Regions from separate parts of the Zea mays genome. Here region 2 is linked to region 1. The links are chromatin contacts, called in public Hi-C maps. All regions are on one chromosome and are shown on one strand. Each heading gives the region's core, a stretch centred on a gene start, on an enhancer-like site or on the middle of the called end of the contact. The rest is flanking DNA. Distances are from core to core; before and after follow the strand shown.

What was found. A called contact is a pair of places that touch in the nucleus more often than the background predicts.
Region 2: a contact with region 1 is called in a Hi-C map of tassel, with 2.3 times the contacts expected there. The contact joins the promoter of LOC100194348 here to the enhancer-like site in region 1. A contact is called at or near these places in 3 of 25 Hi-C or Micro-C datasets (leaf and tassel).

Annotation. Positions count from the first base shown.
Region 1 is chr8:97,260,188-97,263,839 of Zm-B73-REFERENCE-NAM-5.0, reverse strand. No RefSeq gene overlaps it. Among protein-coding and RNA genes, the nearest start is that of LOC100277784, 45 kb to the left of the region's middle. Within about 2 kb of position 1,534, at least 17 of the 20 cell types and tissues checked have an H3K27ac peak or open chromatin away from gene starts, as enhancers often do. A contact at or near this core is called in leaf and tassel, where this site is marked.
Region 2 is chr8:97,362,882-97,366,554 of Zm-B73-REFERENCE-NAM-5.0, reverse strand. It overlaps LOC100194348 (putative oxidoreductase, aldo/keto reductase family protein), which reads right to left and starts at 1,873. Exons shown (of 7, transcript NM_001139383.1): 1 at 1,648-1,873; 2 at 1,171-1,221. The coding sequence starts at 1,758.

The DNA of each region.
Region 1 (3,652 bases), core at 285-2,784:
TTCTCAGTTGGCAAAATTGTATATGGCTTGAATTGTGTGTTTACACGGTGTACCAAAGAAGATTGTGTCTGATCGAGGATCTCAATTCACCTCAAGGTTTTGGAAGAGCCTTCATGAGAACATGGATACGAAGTTGAACTTCAGTTTGGCCTATCATCCTCAAACTGATGGCCACACTGAGAGAACTAACTAAGTACTTGAGGATATGTTAAAAGCTTGTGCCCTTAAGCATGGAGGCAGTTGGGACAAGAGTCTACCATATGCTGAGTTCTCTTATAATAATAGTTACCAGACCAGACTGAAGATGTCACCATTTGAAGCATTATATGGCAGAAAGTGCAGAACTCCTCTGTGTTAGGATCAGACTGGTGAAAGGCAGTTCTTTGGGCCTGAGATTATTCAAGAGGCAGAAGAACAAGTTCGTATGATCTAGGAGAACTTGAGGATAGCATAAACACGACAAAAGAGCTATGTTGATAACCAGAGAAGACCACTGGAATTCGAAAAGGGTGACCACATGTATCTCAAGGTGTCACCAATTCGTGGAATGAGAAGATTCAAAGTTAAGGGCAAGCTATCCCCTCGCTTTATTGGACCCTTCAGAATCTTTAGGCGAGTTGGGGAGATATCCTACCAGCTTGAGCTACCAAATCATTTGTCTGATGTACATGATGTATTCCACGTATCTCAACTTAAGAAGTGTCTCTGTGTTCCCGAGGAACAACTACCAATGGAAGAACTTAGTGTTCAAGGTGATCTAACTTACACAGAGTATCCTATCAAGATCATTGACACTTTGACTCGGGTTACAAGGAATGAAGTGATCAAAATGTGCAAAGTGCAATGAAGTCACCACTATGAAGATGAGGCTACTTGGGAGACAGAAGAAGAGCTCCAAATAAAATTTCCCCACCTCTTCTCTAGTTCTTCCTAATCTCGAGGTCGAGATTCTTTTTAAGGGGGGTTGGATTTGTAATAACCAATTTGTAAATCATAAGAAAGGAGTGGATTTCTCTTATATGTTTTGCCCTCTATTTATTAGCACATGTGAACACCCACATTTAAAAGTGAATAATTAACAAGTGACACATGAATAACTTGTGCATCATGTTGGAGTTATTTGGTTGTGCATTTAATAATGATAATAATCATAGTGATAGAAATAAATTAATATCCAAATTGGGATTTAATACCTAATTTGAAAATTTAGAAATGGGAAATAACAAAGAAAAGAGGAGAAAGAAAATACTATATAAATAAAAATAAATATATAAATATATACAACTTACACTGGGATTTGAATTTGTGCAATTAACCCAAATGTGAGACTCACAATCAAATTTGAACTCAAAATTTGAATTTAAACAATAAAGGGAAAACAAACCAGGAAAAATAAAAAGAGTAAGGAAAAACATACCCGGGCCTTACCTGGAAGTCGGCCCATCTTCGCTGTGGCGCGCTCGGCCCAACTGGGCGCCACGCCGCGCTGACATGCGGAGCCCTGCGGTCAGCCAGACATAGTCGCGAGTGCGAGCTCGTCCTTCCTATCGGTCGTGCTCCCGGATGCCAGGTGGGGCCACCTTGGCAGGATCCTCCCTCGCGCTATCGTGGGCGTGGCGCGAAGCCGGATTCCGCGCCGATCTCCGTGCGAGTAACGCGGACTCCTCAACCGAACTCCCTTGGGATCATAAAGCCATGCGCTGGGGGCTTAGTTTCGTCCCCTTTTCCCCCAGCAACCCTAATCGCCGCTACCAAATTGGAGGAATTATGGGCGTAAGGGACATTCCTCAGTTCGTTCCGCGCAGCCGGTAACATCTCGGTCTACGCCGATGTTCCGGCGAGGGAGAGCTGTGCCATTGCTTTACCATCTCACGGGGGAGTTGCATGTAGCCAATTCGAGTGGAATCCCGACCTACCCCCATCGGAATTTCTCGTTGGTCGACGAGGAAGGCACTGCTCCGCGCGTCATCACGAACTACTTCCCCTCCATTGGTGTTTCGGGTGAGACTTCCCCACTGGTTTCGCTTTTACCCCCCGCATCTCGTTGGCTCTGTTGGCTGCGGGGTTTAGGGCTCGGGGTGGCCAGTTCATAGCTCACCGACGGGAGCTCCGCTGTGGAGCTCATTCCCGCCGCCCTGCTCCGGCCTGGGTGTGGGCACACATGCTCGAATCGTTGGAAAAGACAATTGTATAGACAACTAAGTATGCTCGAATTGTATAGACAATCGTTGGAAAAGACAATTGTAAAGACAATTGAAAAGACAAGTGTCGAGTTCAGCTCTATTAAAATCAACTAAGTATAGCTGACCCTCTAACACTCCCTTAAATGCTACTGAATCATCACTTCTTCTAAAGACAGTAACACCTATATCCGTAAAAAGACAATTGTAGCCCATTTTGCATAATTGAAAAACTGAAAGCAAGTTATAATCTAAAGAGTCTACAAGAAAAACATTGGAAATAGAGTGGTCAGGAGATATAGCAATTTTACCAAGTCCTTTGACCAAACCTTGATTTCCATCCCCGAATGTGATAGCTCTTTGGGGATCATGGTTTTTCTCATAGGAGGAGAACATCCTTTTCTCCCCAGTCATGTGGTTTGTGCACCCGCTATCAATTATCTAACTTGAGCCCCCGAATGCATAAACCTACAAAACAAGTTTAGGCCTTGTTCTTAGGTACCCAAACGGTCTTGGGTCCTTTCACATTAGAAACAAGCACCTTGGTTACCCAAACACAAGTCTTTGAGCCCTTGTGTTTGGCCCCAACATATTTGGCAACTGATTTGCCTGATTTGTTAGTTAAAACATATGAAGCATCAAAAATATTAAATGAAATGTTATGATCATTTGATGCAATAGGAGATTTCTTTTTAGGCATTTTAACATGGGTAGAACGCCTAGAGCTAGAAGCCTCATTCTTATAAATAAAAGCATGGTGAGAAACAGAATGAGTCTTCTTAGCATGAATTCTCCTAATCTTATCCTCAGGATAACCAGCAGGATATAAAATATAGCCCTCGTTATCCTGAGGCATGGAGCCTTGCCCTTAACAAAATTAGACAATCTTTTAGGGGCATTGAGTTTGACATTGCCTCCCTGTTGGAAGCCAATGCCATCCTTAATGCCAGGGCGTCTCCCACTATAAACCATACTACGAGCAAATTTAAATTTTTCATTCTCTAATTCATGCTCGACAATTTTAGCATCTAATTTTGCTATATGATCATTTTGTTGTTTAATCATAGCAATGTGATCATGGATAGCATCAACATTAACATCTCTATATCTAGTGCAAATAGAGACATGACTAACAGTAGATGTAGAGGGTTTGCAAGCATTTAATTCATCAATCTTAGCATGTAAAATAGCATTCTCATCTCTAAGATTGGAAATAGAAATATTGCAAACATTTAAATCTTTAGCCTTAGCAATTAATTTTTCATTCTCAATTTTAAGGCTAGAGAGTGATGCATTCAACTTGTCAATCTTAGTAATCAAACTAGCATTATCATTTCTAAGACTAACAATTGAATCATCACAAACATCTAACTTATCAACCTTAGCATTTAATTTTGCATTTTCATTTCTAAGGTTTGAGATAATATCATGGCAAGTGCTTAGCTCACTAGACAATTTTTCACATTTCTCTA
Region 2 (3,673 bases), core at 624-3,123, 100 kb before region 1:
AGGCTTTGAGCAATATAAGGCCTTATTCGATTACGGATGTAATCCTACCATAGATTTAATCCGGGTCTGAATTAGGTGAATCCATACCTCACATCCAATCTCATGGTGGGATTAAATCCATCATTTAATATATTTATCTCTCAAAGCTAGTTATTCTATTGATTCATGTATTCTAATATAAACTTGTGCAATATCTTTATGAATTTGTTCCATACCTAATGAACTATGGATAGAATCCATGGCTTCTATAGTTTTAAAAAATTCTCAAACCCTTGGATTATAATCTATAATGGGTTTAACCGAATAAAAAAATTTGAGTATGTTTGGATTATTTTGGGGCATGAATTATGACATGGATTTAATTCTAATCCATGCTAATCCAGAGCTGGATTGGTGTAGGCCTTAGTTCACTTGTTCAGGGAATTAGTTGAATATCTGAATTTATGGGAATTAGTAGATGACTTGACCCTACAACACTTGGAAGCTCACTTGTTCAGGGCATTAATTATAGAAGTTTCTCGGAATGTTGGTCCACGGCAGTCAACAAAATGGCAAAATGCCTAAGGAGTTGAAGAAAGATCTTAACCCTTTAGTTAGGGTCTGTTTGGTTCGCTACCTAACTTGCCACACTTTGCCTAACTTTTCTGCTTAAGGTTAGTTCTTCAATTCGAACGACTAAACTTAGGCAAAGTGTGACGCAGTTAGCCATGAACCAAACAGGCTCTTATTCTTGTTTCCTCGAAGATTTGGAAGCATAAGAATGTATGTGTGTTTGAGGGGACTAGTCCTGGTTCTGCTGTGCTGAGGTAGAGGAGAGCAGCTTGTGGTATGGTAATAGCACTCCATAAACTGCTCATCAGATGGTGGTTTTGGGCACTTGGTGGTCGTGTAGTGGCAGTTTTCTTTGTGTGGGGGCGCGTTTGTAAGAATAGAGGTCAGCTCCTCCAATGTGTTTGTTCCCTTTTCTTCCTTAATGAAATGACACCTAGGTCTACTGCGTTGTTTGAGAAAAGAGAACAAAGGCTAAGATAAAATAGCATCATTGTTATAGTAACCAAATAATTAGCATCGAGTCATATTCATTTGAGCTGAAACAATAAGGTGATGATGTTGTAAAACTAAACTAAGTCAACATAATATCAGTTACAAATCATGTTGAGTAACTACTACCTCCTCCTCATTGTTGTATGCTGCTGCACAGTCAATATGCCGATACCCAGCCTGTCATAAAACCAACAACAATTTTAGACTGGGATTTTGGTCGAAAAAAAAATTTTAGACTGGGATCCAAGAGATGCAAACAATCCGATGGCAGACCCATGACTTGAGAACACATTTTGAAACAGGAAAAAAGAATCTTCTACCATATTTAAATTAACATTACGATCCAATGGATCATATGAACACTTCGAGGACAAGCCAAAACAGTTCATTCGTAATGGCTAGCTAGGTTATCTGAGGCAACTGCATAACGGAGATTTCCAATTGCAATAAGACCTTACAATCTACAGGATACATGCAAGCTTCGAAAGAAACCGGTAAATCAGATTGTTAACACATAATACAGGCAAGCTTCGAAAGAAAATTTTCGACTGAAAGGGAAAGCAGGAGGGGATCAGACAGAGCAGAGAAAAAAAAAAAAAAGACCTTGACAGCAGCGTAGATGGCGTCGTTGGCAGCGTCAGGTTGTATTTGCCATACGCCAAGCCCAACCGATGGGATCCTCGAGCCGGTACTGAGAACAAAGGATTCAGCCATCTTTAATCAGGGAAACCCGGGAAGATTGGAGAGAAAGCAGAGAAATAGCTATCGGAGAAGAAGCAAGGTTGGGTGGCAGGGTGGGATTGGGGACTGGGCTTGCTCCACCACCTACTACAACAGCAGCAGCACGTCACCGCATCACTCGCTGGCAAATTAGTTAGGCTGAATACAGACCATACATCACGCTAGCTACCAGTACCAACCACACCTCACGTTATCGACTATCGTCCATCATTATTTACCACAACATTAGTACATCCTCGTTAATTAGAGAGTTTCTTGAGATGTCTCCAAGAAATAGGTAAAAAAAAGACGGACTCTTCGCGAAAAGCCGCTCTCTACACAATCTTATTATATCTATACTGTAGTTATGATTTACAGGCTCTAGATTGTATCATTGCAGTTTCTTACAAGTAATTGTTTCTTGTATATAGAAAACCGAGCCAGAAATCTTTAGATCGTACATGTCCTCGGTGTGTCGTTTTTATTGTCCCTTTATGGCCACGCGACTATGATGCTTCAGTCCTACTCCCTTCGTTTTGTTTTAGTTATTACTGGATAGTGCAAAATTGAATTATCCAGCGACAACTAAAAAGAAATGGTGGAAGTTACTCCTAACAGGCTAACAACGTCGTACTTTATCTCTTCTCCGTCAAGTTCCAAACCTTTCTTTGTATGTGTTGAGTGCTGCCGTCGCTCGTCGTCCTCGGGCCTCGGCAGTCGACCGCATGTATAGGTGTACATTTGGGCCGGGTCTGATGGGCCGGCCCGAAGCACGGAAAAAAAGCACGGCCCAGGCACGGCACGACTCGAAATAATTTAGTGTCGGGCCGGCACGACCCGTTATATCGGGCCGGGTTTGGGCCGAGGTCACGGCACATGGGCGGACACGAGCACGGCCCGTTTAAGGCATGCACGAAATGGTCCAAATAGAGACACGTAAAAGCCCATATATTTATTAAAACACACTTCATTCCACACTTTCATATACTTAATAAAGAACACAAAGCTAGAGATAATGCTAGTTAGATGTTTTTTGTAGCTTTGAATTAGAGTGTGTGATGTAATTTTGCTTTTGTTATGAACATTAGACAATGAACTAAACTTACGAACTTTGTATAGAGCTGGTTATACTCTTTTTCCTTCTAACAAAATAATTTATAAACGAGGTAGTCATTGCATAGCTGTGGTAACTTTAATTAATACAAATATTAAGTTTGATTTTGTTCAAATTTATTTGTCTTATCTTTTATTTGTTTTATTATTTTTTTGAATTTAGGGCTCTAATGTGAATTTCGGGCAAAAAACTGAATTTCGGGCCCTAATGTGAATTTCGGGCCAAAAATTGAATTTCGGGCTTTTATAATTTCGGGCCGCCCGAAATGAGCCCGACACGTTTAAGCAATTACGGGCCGGGCCGTGGGCCAAGGGCTAGGCCCATGGGCCGGCCCGGCACGACCCAAAATTCAAACGGGTCGGACCGACCCGAAATTCAAACAATACGGGCCTTTTCGGGCTTGGGCCGGGCCGGGCCGGGCGGCCCGAATATACACCTATAGCCGCATGCTGGCAAACACCCTGATGCTATTCAAACATGCTCTAATTTTTTTTCTTCTTCGCTTCTTATTTTGATTTGATTTTGCTCAATCGTAATGGTAGTCCGGTAGTCCCGATCCCTAAGCCTAGTTTACTAGTTTAGATACGGAGTAATTTCTCTTACTTAGGACTTGTTTGGTTAGCTCTCAATCCATGTGGATTGAGTGAGATTGGATGTGCTTGAATCCCAAACAAGTCAAACTTCTTCTTAATTTTTTCCAATCTCATCCAATCCATGTGTATTGGAAATAACCGAACAAGCTCTTATATGGTTCGAAAATCAACCCAATCATTTTGTAAAAGAAGGGACGAACCA